2 separate regions of the Mus musculus genome follow, and region 1 is linked to region 2. The links are chromatin contacts, called in public HiChIP or PLAC-seq maps. All regions are on one chromosome and are shown on one strand. Each heading gives the region's core, a stretch centred on a gene start, on an enhancer-like site or on the middle of the called end of the contact. The rest is flanking DNA. Distances are from core to core; before and after follow the strand shown. Region 1 has its middle 96 kb from the start of Gm13218. Region 2 holds the start of 9230102O04Rik (RIKEN cDNA 9230102O04 gene).

Evidence for each region. HiChIP or PLAC-seq counts read pairs in DNA pulled down with a chosen protein or histone mark.
Region 1: a contact with region 2 is called in a Foxp3 HiChIP or PLAC-seq map of regulatory T cells, with 6 times the contacts expected there. The contact joins the enhancer-like site here to the promoter of 9230102O04Rik in region 2. A contact is called at or near these places in 5 of 39 promoter capture datasets (the 3T3-L1 cell line, 3T3-L1-derived adipocytes, liver and 1 more), 5 of 484 Hi-C or Micro-C datasets (CD4 T cells, CD4 single positive thymocytes, LSK cells and 2 more), 8 of 115 datasets of contacts at active chromatin or transcription factors (CD8 T cells, the SCID.adh cell line, bone marrow-derived macrophages and 4 more) and 2 of 9 other capture datasets (adipose tissue and liver).

The regions. Positions count from the first base shown.
Region 1 is chr2:9,685,542-9,692,472 of GRCm38.p6, forward strand. No RefSeq gene overlaps it. Among named protein-coding and RNA genes, the nearest start is that of Gm13218, 96 kb to the left of the region's middle. Within about 2 kb of position 4,185, at least 27 of the 459 cell types and tissues checked have an H3K27ac peak or open chromatin away from gene starts, as enhancers often do. A contact at or near this core is called in CD8 T cells, the SCID.adh cell line and regulatory T cells, where this site is marked.
Region 2 is chr2:9,887,791-9,894,462 of GRCm38.p6, forward strand. 9230102O04Rik (RIKEN cDNA 9230102O04 gene) reads right to left here and starts at 1,750. Exons shown (of 4, transcript NR_040511.1): 1 at 1,422-1,750. It also overlaps a transcript of Gata3 not described here.

The DNA.
Region 1 (6,931 bases), core at 2,935-5,434, 200 kb before region 2:
ACACACACCCATGAGTCCCACACTGGACAGGCAGAGACAGAGCATCCATGAAGCTCACAAACCAGCCAGTCCAGCCAATCTCTGAGCTTATGCTGAGAGACCCTGTCTCAAAACGTCGGATGAAGAGGAGACATGATTAATGTTATATAAGTATATGTGAAGTTATAAAGGAATGATTTTAAATGTCTTATAAATACAGGGGAGAGAGATGCAAAGGTCAGCAACTCACTCCTATACCCCTTTCCCACGAATTTGTGTGTATACACCACACACACAAACACTGGCTTTTCTTAAAGTATGGATTTAGGCAAGACATCATTTTTTGTGCCTTGATGTTCAGTATCTGCAAAATGGGAGTGATTGTGTGTTATTTGTTCCTCCTTTCTCTCTTCTCTTCCATGGGAGCGGCTAATGAATGTTTGCCAAGTACTTTGAAGATCCTAATTACTGTTATCCCTGGGATATCAGTTTAAGATTGCTTGGCACCAGGGAATCTGGCAGACAGTGAGATACAGGGCAACAGGAGCCAGCCCCATCACCGTGCCTGCTAGTTATCCTTCTCAAAGGGCAGTATCAAGCCCCTGGGCCTCAATTACCCCAAGCCAAATTACTTAAATCAGCTCTAGAATCTGCTGAAGGAAACCCAGAGTTCTCACAATTAAATCATAAGCCTTTCCAAAAGTCAAGGACCCAGGACTTCGGCAGAGGGCCCGAGGAGCCAAAGATGAAGATTCAGAACAATCATAGCATAGAGTGAACATTCAGTGATTGTCTGCTCGTGCTAATTCAGGTAGTGTGTCTAACAAGACCAAGAAGAGCTCAGCTTCAGAGTTGCCAAGGAGATTCAGCACATGAAGACAGTTCCCCAGTGACCACTGTTCAGTGTTCCCTGTAAAACCTGCCCCTGTATGCCTGTGAGGCAGCTCACATGGTTGCTTATGGAGACTAGAGATTAGCCTCTAGTGTGGTTCTGCAGGAGCCGAGCAACATGGTTTTGTGAGACAGGATCTCTGATTTTTACGTGGAACTCACCAGTTCAGCTGGATGGGCTGGTAAGGCATCCTCCCATCTCTGCTTCCCAGCATGGGGATTACAAGGGAACACCAGCATCTCCAGCTTCTTATATGGATGCTGCTGGTTGAACTAGGATTCTCATATGTGCATGGTACGTTCTTTACCAGCTGAGCCATCTCCACAACCCCAAGCATGGCCCTTTTAAAAGATAATGCCTATGGGATTAGAGAGATTGCTCAGCGATTAAGAGCCTGGACTCTCTTGTACGGGATCTGAGTTTAGTTCCCAGCACCAATACCAAGTGGCAAAAAAAAATCTACTATCAGTCCAGCTTCGAGAGACCTGACTCCCTCTTTTGACCTTTGAGGGCACATCTGCTCACATGTTCATATACCAACACATAGACACACATGCACATCCATCATTAAAAAATTCAAATAAATATAAATTCAAGTGTATCTGCTAGATGACTACAAGTTATATTCTCACAAAGTTCTTGGTAACCAGAACTTTACCTTCATCATCCAACAGAAGGGCTCTCAAATTCCTTCCCCTCCCATCACTACATACTGGTCCTGAGTCACACACGGGCTACGTAAGCCATGTGGTGACCCACCTATGAGGGGCCCTGAGCACGCAGGATCATGAGAGCTTTAGTGAACAGAACCAGAAACACAGAGATGTGGTTTCTTACCTCAGTGGAGCTTCCAACTGGCTTGAGAAGTCAGAGGGAAAGGTATGGGAAGGGCTAGCCAGGTACCCCATGATTGGGAAACGGAAATGGGGATAGAGTGTAAAGGAAAGAGTCTACTCTCCCTCTCAGGCCTTTACCAACTGCAAGACCACTCAGACATCAGTTTTGTTGTTGCCCAACTGTATAGCTACAGACTACAAGAGGCACTCACTGATCAAGAGGCACCTGAACTTGAACTTATGTTTCTCAAACCTGAGCCTGAGTGTCTGTGCTTCTAACCAGTTCTCTGCACAGTTCTGATGGAGCCAAGAGGAGGTCTTCACTGACAGCCACGGAATAGGGGGACAATTAGATAATGCTAGAAACACAGCATCCCTTGTGGGAAATCATTTCGGTATGTTAGAAATGCTTTAACTATGTCACTCAACACTTGCCTTTTTGTGTTAAGAGGTGGTGGGACCTTTGGGAAGTCATTGACTCACTGAGGATATCACCCTAAGAAGGCATTAGTGGGGTTCTCATGGGATCCTGAATTAGTTCTAGCAAGCAGCTTGTTTATAAAAGAAGCTTGGTCTTTGCTCGATCCTGTCTCTCTTGCAATATCTCCTTCATCAAGAAAGCTTCCCCAGAGCTGGCTGGATGTTGGACCACACCCTTGAAAGCACAGAACTCTCAGATAAATAAACCTCTTTTTTTTTTTTTTTTAGAAACTACCAAGCCTCTAGTATCTTGATATGGTAGCAGAAATAAGACTGATACAATTATTTAGCCAACCAAAGGCTAATCGGAAGCCTGGGCTTTGGAAGTGAACTTGGGCATTCGCATCCTGTGCAGTTGACATACTTTTTCTAGGTTCTCAACATCAGACACTCAGGAAGTCTCCAAGATCCAGCTCTAACTAGATAGATACACCTTGAACTTCTACTAGGTGCCAGGGGCTCTGTTGCGCTACCCGCCCACTGGAATATTCACGTCATGGTGAGGGGTCAGAGTTCAGTTGGACAAAATAAGAAGGTTTTTCTAACATGACTTAGAGGGAAGGAGATGATCATGGATCTCACAGGAGACTTAACACTCACATATAGCACACAGCCCAAAGTGACCTAGCACAGGAAGGGGTGGAGGCCAGAAAAAGGGACCGACGGTGAAAAACAACTTAAGGCAGAGGGCAGATAAGACACTCTGTGGTTGGCTCCAAACCATAGGAATCGAATCAATTCTGGAAAGTGGTTTCCTCCCAGATCTGCAAGCTTCTTTCTTGTATGTGTGACCAGCATCTTTTACATGTCTGAGCTGCTAAGAAATCACACTGTGCCTCCAGTCCCGTTTTGACATTTGAGATTCCTATTGAATGCACCCTAGAAAAGATATCCTTTCACTCGGGGCAGGAATGAGTTCATCTTTGTGCCGAAGACCAGAGCTACTGTCTGCCAGCAACGTTCCTTTTTATTTCATTTTAATGAGCGAGGCTGAAAAGTAAGTCCCCAGATGAAACTGCCAGGGAAATCCAAGACAGCCGATACAAGTATTAACTCAGTTGAAATGTATTATTAATACTAATGCCTAGCTCTGTTGTAGCATTTTCTGGCTTCAAAGCCATTTACAAACATCAACTAATTAATCCTTACCTCAGCATGATGAGGTCATTAAGTCTCATTATCCCTATTTTACAGAGCGGGAAACTGAGGCACCCAAAGGTTAAACTCCTTGCCCAAGGCCACAGAAACGGTGTACGCTCCGTATTCCAAGCACCTCTTGATTTAGATGCTCAAACTTTTCTCCAAGCTAGGGAAGACACAAACTTTTTCAGCAGTATGAATCATTTCTCTAAAGCCAGCTAGATAGATCCATGGAGAAGGGCCTGGCCCACGCTTTTACGGCACCTTGTTACACAGAATCAAAATTGTATTTTTCTTTAGTGTTTTCCTTCCACATTATTTTGTTTTAAGTGCGCTGACTTCGGGAAAGGGCCAAAGGATTTTAATGATGTATGAAATAAATAATACAAAATAATGGTAATAAAACCTTCTGCCCACACAGAGAGAATACAAGCTTGGTGTTTGGAGTCGAGTTTTCTTTTCCCCCTCTCATGCTACGTCTTGTAGGTCTGCTGCAGCCAAAAACTTCTTTTTATTCTTTTTTTTTTTTTTTTTAGTTTTTCATTGGAACTTAGCAGGCTCAGCCAAAAGGGTGAACTGTATCTCCAGTGCTCTTTCACAAATGCTAGCCTCTTTAGCAGTCCCTCAGACTCCTCACAGATGTCCAGTCCTACCAGAGAGCATCCTTCCTGGTTTTGTTTGCTTTGTCTTTCCCACAGGTGACTGAGCCTTCTCTTGTTCTCTCGTATTTTCAAACATTTTTCTTCTCGACTCTTTACTTCAACAGGAAAGGTGAGGGCTGCCCTTTTCTGGGTGTCCCCACCCTCAGCCTAAAGGTCCTGTGGTTTGTAGTTCCAGTGTTGAGGCAGACTGAAAACCCCAAAGTGTCACGTCACTTTGTCAGAAAGATCCGCAGGTGTTTTTTTGAGGTGGCAAAGGTCTTGGCCTCCCTAGGGCTCCTTCTCACACCTATCTCTACAGCAACTAACAGACATTTGTCCAAATCTCTCCTGGTCTTTTAGTGGCTCACTGATGCCAGATGGAGGAAAATGGGCGAAGAGGCCAAAGCCATGGGACAAAGATCCTAGTCTCACCTCATGAACCACACCAGCCCTATGCCAGAGTTCTTGTATCAGGGTTGGTTACTCTGTTCCCATAAGTGTTGTGAAAGTTCTCTCAGTAAGCTTTTAAACTCCTCACAAATCAAAAGACTACATCATATATATACACACACACACACACACACACACACACACACAATGAAACTTCAACTTGGGCAATTAGATTAGAGAAGCACATTTTGGTGATAAAACTACATAGAAAAGCACAGAAATAATTGCCATTAGGATGGAATGACGGTTTCGATGTGGCGTAGGGAAAGCTCCAGGAATCGCTGCTGAGCAACGTTCTCCTCCAGCCTAGTGTAGTTACATTATTCACCCTGTAGTTCATGTATCGCTGGGTAACACATGTTATATGGGTTTTGTATCTTTTCTACCTTTCATTTTAAATTTTATGTATCACTAGTGTGGGGAACATTTGCACTCCAAGATGTGTGTGTGTAAAGGACAACTTTGTGGGCTCTGTTCTCTTTTTCCATGGACACCAGGATTCTGAGGACCCATCCCATGACTCCAGGCTTGTCCACCATGTGCTTGTTACTCTCTGAGCCATCTCTCTGGCCCATACTTTAGTTTTTGTTTGGAAAATGACTTTAAAAATTACGTAAGTACATTGACCTCATTAGTCATATGTAGGGCTATTTATGTTTGAGTCCTGTGAAAGTTGGTGCTTTTATTTTGCTTTGCTCTTAGTGAAATCTTCTCCATGACCTCCCATTCCATCTGTGCTTGTGAGGGTTCGTAAAGGATAGCCAACGAGGGTTGAGAGTAATCAGCACTGCAGGGCAAGCTGATCTCAGATCAATAAAGAGGTTTTCACCCTCATATCATATCCCATCCTGACAGCCTATGAGTCTAGGAAAAGAAAACATTTCAGGGTGGGTGGAGATTCCTTGCATCTCCTTCTCATCCTTCACATTGCCCCTGGCTCTGGAGGGTCTTCCCTACCCGCACTGATGTTCTTTATCCTTCCTGAATACTTCCTAAGGATGATGTTCATAATCACCACCATAGCAACTAAGTGTTGACCAACCAACCTACACCAGGGACTCATCATCAGTTGTCATGCTTCTGTCACACACTACCCTCTGAGATGTATACAGTATTTGTGCCCCTTGCCTAGGCTGAACTGAGGCACAGTCTTTTGAGGGAGGACACACTCTAGCTGTGGAGTAACAGTTGGGGTTTGTTAAAAGAATGTGCGAATGGCAAATTCTCTGTGTTGAAGTCCTTTCTGTTTATTTGAGGCAGGGTCTCTTGTAGCCCGCATTGGCTGTGAACTGGCTGAGACTGAGGATGGCTTTGAACTCTGTATCCACTTGATCCACCTTTGGAATGCTGCAATTTCAGTCATGTGCATCACCAGGACTAATATGGTGCTAGAGGTTGACTTGAGGGCCCTTAGAATGTTAGGACAGTATTCTCTCAACTGAGCTGCATCTCCACTTTAGATTTTTCTGTTGAATATATCCCACTTGTTCTATTTGCTGTATTAAATCCTGGCTTAATCACCTACAAAGGACCTTCCTCTGAATCCTGATTAGTTTAGCCATCTACAAAGAAAGGGCCTTCCTCTGAATTATTTTATCAAATATTTAACAGCCACAGACAATTTACTGTGGGTTAAAGGAACATGCGGTAGACTGAGCTCCAAGACTGGAACTGAGCATCTCATACTTTGTATGTTCTTATAGAACCCTAGCCACACCCAGGAAACAATAGCAGCCTCTGTTTTGTTCGACAGAGAAGCTGGTTCAGCACAAAGCATACGTTGCTACGTTGCCCCGGCTACTCTAACACTCACATTTTGGTTTCTTCTCCTGCACTGATGCCTGATGCTCCAAGTCTCCAGGAAAACAAAGAAGATTAAGGAGAGATCCAAAGTGTTGCAACAAGTCTCCCTGACTCAGTATTCAGATGTCCCTTGGGACTGTTCTCACATCCTTCTCAGATGCCCCTCAGGACCCCCTCCCACACACACCTGACTTTTCTACCAATGCGTCCCCAGTGTCTTCCAGGCCCACAGAAAGTCAGTCTTCGGAAAAACCTTCTCCAAACGCTGAACTTGGCTCAGGCTCTCCTCAATTCTGCCTCAGAACAACCGCATGAAATGGAAAGTATCTGTTTACACGTCTGCCCGCCTCACTAGAGGGTGAGGACATCAGAGGCAGAGCTGGATCTTATACATTTCAGCATCTCACTGCCTGGCCTCATGCCAGTACATAGTGGGTGCTCGATGAACGTCTGTGTAATCTACCTGTAAGTGAACCACTGGACAATTGGACCAAAGCTGCTTTTCCCACCCCATCTGTTTCCATGCCTACTACATAGCAGGTTTTCAGACTCACTTTGCAGAAGGACCAGGATGAAGATGTTAAAGCATGCATCCTTAGGCCCCTGCCCAGAAATCAGAACCTGCACCCTCCCCCAACATGCAGACAAGTAACCAGGTTTTAGAGTCATTGCTTACACCATGTGGCCAGAGACAGCTGAACCAAGCAGGG
Region 2 (6,672 bases), core at 500-2,999:
CTAAGAGCCCCCTCCCCTCTGCCTCCCTTGGCTCAGTGTAGACAGCAGAGCTCTTCCGGGTTGCAAAGGGGTAGGAGGAGGGGGGAGGAGGAAAGAAGGAGGGGGAGGGAGGGAATGAATACCATCCCCTTTTGCAAACACACAAACCGCACATCAGAGGTGTGTGAAACTGAGTTGGACCGGGTGGGCAAGAAACATTGCCTGAAATGTGACCTGCTCCTGGTGCCTACAAAGCCAGCCCACTGTCTCCAGACCGGGTTGGAATTAACACTATAAATGACACTGCCCTGTGGAATGGGCCATTATCATAGGCACAAACGTGTTTGAAGCATTTTCTTCTCACTTTTGAACAAATGGTTCAATAAGAGGTTCTATGGGCACGGTCAGGAGTGAACATCGTATGAAGAGCTAACAAACTAGTAAGCCTTCAAAAGTGTTTTCTTTCTCTCAAGGTTTGGGTTTATACGGGCACCCCCATTCCCAAAAGTAGTCTCTTTGCCTTTACTTCACACCACTGCTGCAGCGGCCACCACCACCCTTTAGTCGGGATTAGTAAAATAGAATTTGAATGTTTTTGGCTGGACTTGATTGCTGCTGTCTAATCCAGGCATAGAAGAATATTCATCAGAGTTAAAAGGATCCTATGGGTCCCAATTGTCTTAAATTATTTCATGAGGAAATTTTATTTTTGAGGAGAAAAATAAAAAAATAAAAACAGGAACTAGAAGCAGTCAAGGGAAAATTCTATAAAGGAAATGAAGCTGTTTGCCCTACCCAGGACCCAGATAACTGCAGTGTCCTGCTTGGAGTAAACACACACACACACACACACACACACACACACACACCTTCCCATTCCCATCCAATAGCAAGGGCATCTGAATCATGTACCAAGAGAATCTACCACGAGTACATTTCAGCTAGAGTGAAATGAAACCCTTCAAACACCGAGGTAGAAAAGGGTCAGGGTCCATTTGTTTTGGCAGGTTGAATTTTCCCTTCACAATATTTTTGCAAAAAAAATATGGAGGCTGACTTTTAAAATAAATATATCCTTGGGGAGAAATAAAACAAAGTTTTGTCCGTGGCTGAACCATGAAGTCAATAAGTTGGGGCTGCTCCAACCGGTTGGGTAGAAAGAGGTGACTCAGTGTTCAGCTTTGGGGTGGTCAACTCCTGGGAGAAGGAGACCGGTCAGAGCCTACGGAACTGTTGAGGTGGGGCGGAAGACAGAGGAGAAAGGAGAAGCTGGGAGTCCCGAAAGTGTTAGTCGGCACCCGTGGAGTGGCGAGAGCTACCGGGTGATGGATGTCACGTTGCAGAGTGGGTGATACCAGGATAGGCACGCTTTTCTCCTAGATACTGTCAGCGACCTGTCTCTACCTCCACAAACCTGAAATTCTTTCCATTTAGACACCAACCCGTCTGCGCCTCGGCGGGGCGTCCTCTGGGGTGCGATGAACCCAAGAGTGGAGCAAGCTGAGAACACCATTTGCCAATCTGGCAAAAGGAAAGAAGGGGATCTTCTGGTCCATTGGGGAACCCGGAAGAACCATCTTCGCCAAAGCAATCCTGCCAGTCCCCAGCCCTGTCGCTCCAGCTCTCCGCCACCAAGTGGCAGAGTCACACTCTCCAGTAAGCTGTGAGGACTAGGCTGGAGCCATGCTCTTAACAACCTATGCCCAACCTGTTGCCCTAATGCACCCTATGAACTGTCCAGGAAAGCCGTGGGTCCTGGGAAGATGTGACTGGCTTCCGGGAAGCGTAAGAGACACAAGTACCCTTCCTCCTTACGCGCGACTGGATGGGGGCTGGAGCAGAGACCAGAGAGGCACGCATGTGCCCACGTGACTACAACAGTTGATCCTCCCAATCCCCTGCACCCAGCGGTATCTAGATCTCACTTCTGGGTCTCGCGGGCGGGTGGGGCTTTTTACGGTTTCCCCATGCTTCCCATTCACTTCCCATTCAATGCTTCTTGTCCCCCTTTAAGGTCCCTGCTGTCCCTCCTCCTCTTTCTCCTTACCTTCAACAAGTTCGCCTCCAATTTGAAAGCCTCTTTTTCCTTAGAATGTACGTCCTATAGGGGCACTTCCGAACCAAAGCAGACTTTCTTCCCTCTCCCACTCCTCTTACTAAAGCTCCCTCGCGAGCACCTTCTGTCCCCCAGGTCTCCTCGGGTCTGCTCTGCCGGCCTCGCCGCGCTCCTTCCCTTCTGCCGACACCGGCTCCGGATTGAACACTGCTCTAAAACGTAAAGAGCTGTGAAAATGCGGTCGCGTGCCCCACCCCCAACCCCGTCATTGCTCCCAAAAGTCTTAACTGGAGGAAGTTGGGCTTCCAAAGAAACTTGGAGGCTAAAAAAGAAAATCCTAAGAACTACAGTGGTCTGGCTGGGGCTAAAGGCATGATCTGATTCTCTTAACAGACAGAAGGGTGGACAGGGGAGTTGGGGGGCGGGGGGGGGGAGTATTGAAGTGGGAAGGGAATGAGGTAAAGAGAGAGGGTCCAGCGCAGTAGCACCCCTTTAATAGATTGCCCTGTCCTCAGCACTCCGGAGGCAGAGGCAGGTGGGTCTCTAGCTGGTCAGCCTGGTGTACAAAGCAGGACTGAGAACCCCTGTGTCGAAAAGGAAAACAAAAAGTGGAGATGAAGGGGGAAGTGAGGGAAAGGCTCTGAGGCATTTATTCCTGATTACTGGACATCGCCTGAGCACAGTACAAGGATAGTGCTCTAAGAAACCACGAGTCGCTGTCTGATTTTACAACGGAGTTGCTTTCCGGTTGAAATTTCAATTTCTGTCTCTGTCTCTCTCTTTGTCTCTGTCTCTGTCTGTCTGTCTCTCTGTCTCTGTCTGTCTGTCTGTCTGTCTGTCTCTCTCTCTCTCTCTCTCTCTCTCTCTCTGTGTGTGTGTGTGTGTGTGTGTGTGTGTGTGTGTGTGTGTGACAAGAAATGACATTGCCTCATTCAGTGGTGATAACAGTAGTTCACGCCAGGGTTGCTGGAAGCTGCCCTGAGAACAGGACGGTCCCATCACTAATTTTAGGGAGTGTTTTCATTGAGGATGTTTGTGTGTTCTCTGGACACATAGATCACAAAGACACAGGCCAGTTCACAGCCACGGAGACATAAAGACTTCCCTGTTGGTTGCTTGCACCTGTGCCCTTTCTAGTCCAGCTACCTCGGGTTTTTCTGACTCCACTTCTCTTGCACGGAATAACCACTGAACCATGGAATAATTGCTGATCTGAACTATTTCATTTCTGTTTGGGGTAGAAATGGGACCAAGAGACAGAGGTCATTCCTCACTGGTGAGGACTGTGAGCTGAGCTACCGAGGGAGACAGTGTGGAACCCTGGGCCTGGGGATACATATTGGCTGTGGATGGTTCCTGGAAGCCATTGTGCTCTCCTAATGGCCACCATCGCCAGCTACTTCAAACCCAGAGGTTAGTTCTGTAGCTTTTCTCAGATCAGGATCTAAGGCACTGGGTTTGAAATATAAAGGGAGGTCACCAGGCACATGGAAGAAGAAGATGGATCATTAAATGACTCTGGGATAAATGGAACACGGGAGGCGGAGGCGGATCTCTGTGATGGCCATGGAGATAGGTTCACCCGTGGGATAAAGAAAGGGATTCCCCAAATAGAGGAAATAATCTCTGACAGGATCTCCAATCTTTCTGAGACGGTGTGGTCAGTTAGTGGAGCATTGTTGTGCAGAAGGACGAGGAATTCGTAGCATCCCATTTCAGTGGGTTCCCAACACATCATTTCCTTGCCCTAAAACCAGAAAGTACTTGTCACTGTGTCCATCACTCTCCAACATCATCCTGCCTTTTCAACCGTCACTTTGAGATTATGTTAGAACTTTAAAGGACACTCTGCCAAACGTCAGTACATTTAATGATTACTCTGTAGACGGTGTGGTCAGTTAGTGGAGCATTGTTGTGCAGAAGGACGAGGAATTCGTAGCATCCCATTTCAGTGGGTTCCCAACACATCATTTCCTTGCCCTAAAACCAGAAAGTACTTGTCACTGTGTCCATCACTCTCCAACATCATCCTGCCTTTTCAACCGTCACTTTGAGATTATGTTAGAACTTTAAAGGACACTCTGCCAAACGTCAGTACATTTAATGATTACTCTGTGTTTAAAAGTTCTAATCGGTCAAGATAGGTACACCCCTGTAACTGCAGCCTTAGAGAAGCTGAGGCAGGAGAATCATGATTTTGAGGCTAAAGTGGGTTACAAAGTGAGATTCTGTCTGAAACAAAATAGGAAAACAAAACAAAAATCTAGGCTTTCAGTCCCACTCAGGGGAACTTATTCTGTAGAGGAGGAAGGTTTGGCTTGAAGGTATGCAAAGGCCATACAGCATGGAGCCAACTGCCCTCTGTTTTGTCTTGTTTTGTTTTTTAACACCCCCCCCCCCCGCAACAAAACATTTTCATTAAAATCAACTTCCAGGGTTATGATTCAGAGTGTGATTGGGGGTGGGCTGCAGTAGACGCCTTGCTAAAATGTAGCTATGAACGAATGTCTCAAATGGAAGTTTGGAAGAAGAGCCACTAGAAATTAAAAACAAAACAAAAAAGACAAAAAGACAAAAAAGAACCCTCAGACCCAATCCACCCAGGCATCCTAAATAAATAGCCCCGTTTGCAAATTCCTATCAATTATTACGTGATGGGAAAAAATCCTATCTGAAAATAAGGCACGTGGATGGGGAGAATTTTAATTAAATCTTACTGTGGATATAATGGCATGGAAGTGATTTTTCATCCGGCGCTTGCCTGCTCACCAGTGTTTTATGGCGTTTTCTTGCCTCTGACTTTATTTTAAAATATTAGGCGAGGTGGAGAATTATAAACGGCTCTTTCCTTATCTGTCCTGCTCACATATCCAGGATCAGAGGAGCTGATTAAGAAAGAAGTCAGAGGCAACGCTGGATTCATAATGATTTGGATAATGAATCCTTATCTCTGCTTTCCAGATTATCTGCTTTTCAGCTCCCAATGTTTTGTTACATGGGATAATTTATTGCATCTAATACATCACAATGAATCTGATGGTGGAAAGCGATGGCCAGCATTGTGAAAAGGGGGCCCTTATTTTTTTATCCCTGGGCAATGAAACTGCTTTTTGCAGTTTTTAATTGGGAAAATATAAGGTAGATCTGATAAAAGGGGGGGGGGGCTGGGTATAATCTTGCCTGCCCGTGCTTTACCACGATGCTCTTTAATTAGTGTGTCAATTTCAGGCTGAAATTAACAAGATCGACCTGAAACCAGTGGTTAGTTTCTCCCCAGTGCAGAGATCCTAATTTTTAACATGATTTATTTTTATGAAAAAGGAGATAATTAATCATAAACACTGACTAAAGCACAGGGCCAGGTTAAGGGAAAAAATGCTACTTGCATCTTTATATAGAAAGATAGCAATAATGGTCACTTTCCCAAGAGTCCCTCTCTCCCCAGCATCTCTCTTGCCCCCCACACAGTTCTCACCCCCCACGACCCACTCCAGCCCCAATCCAAGCTAACCAGAAAATAAAGATTAATTCCAGGTTCCTCCAAACAGTCATTGCTTTTGCTCTTGTTCATGAAGTACACGCGCACCGAGCACACACACACACACACACACACACACACACACACACACACACACACAGCTTTCAGCTTGCCTGGCTTTGTCTGTTGACACATGCAGAACAGGCACAGCTTTGATTTTCTTAGGGGGTGGGTGGGAGTGGGGGTGGGGGGTTCCTCCTTCACTCCACTCACCCACTCACATCAACTTCTTTCCATTTTAGAGAGAAGGGGGGGCACATCTCATTTAATGGCTAATTAGTTCCAATAATTGGCATTTTTGTTTTCTTTTGTCTCTCATCCTAACACCAAAAGAACAAAAGCCATCGAAATGCAACAGGCATCACTCAGCTCTGAACAGGACAGATGTCAAGAGTCCAAGACTAAGGCAGCAGCCCCTCCCACCCCCAGTGTCTGACAGTGCTTATGGATATCCATGCTTAGCCCCCCCCCCCCCAGTGTCTGACAGTGCTTATGGATATCCATGCTTAGCCCCCCCCCCCCCAATGGGCAAGAGTCATTAGTCATTCACCCTTTAAGCTCCCTGTGCGTGTTGATTGCTTTCTGGTTGTTTGGATCAAATAATCATAGGGAATATGTAAACGAACGAGAGGATTCATACATATTCACTCTCCAATTGTTTCTCCTGACGTCAGATGGTAATTTCTTGGTAATTGGATGACTTGCACCCGAATACGCATTGTCGGAGTTCCAGAACCCCTCCCCTGACATATGCCTGTTTCTCCAGGAAGATTTTGTGGTGGGTGAGGAACTTTTCCATAAAGTTATTTCCCATGATTCCTATTGTTTTCTTCTTATCCTACACATAAGTTTTACTTCTTACAGTGTGAGAATTTGAAGTCTGTTTCTGGGACTATAATGCCCCAGATAGTTCTTGAGGAGACTGAATCAATCCTGTGGATGTGGCCAGCAATGATGGGAGAGATGGCGTACACAGGGGGAGGCAGGAGCAGGATTGAGTTCTGGGGCGGGTGGGGGGGGGGAGCATCCTTTCTAGTCATTCCTGGAGTGGTACAGGGGGAGGCAGGAGCAGGATTGAGTTCTGGGGCGGTTGGGGGGG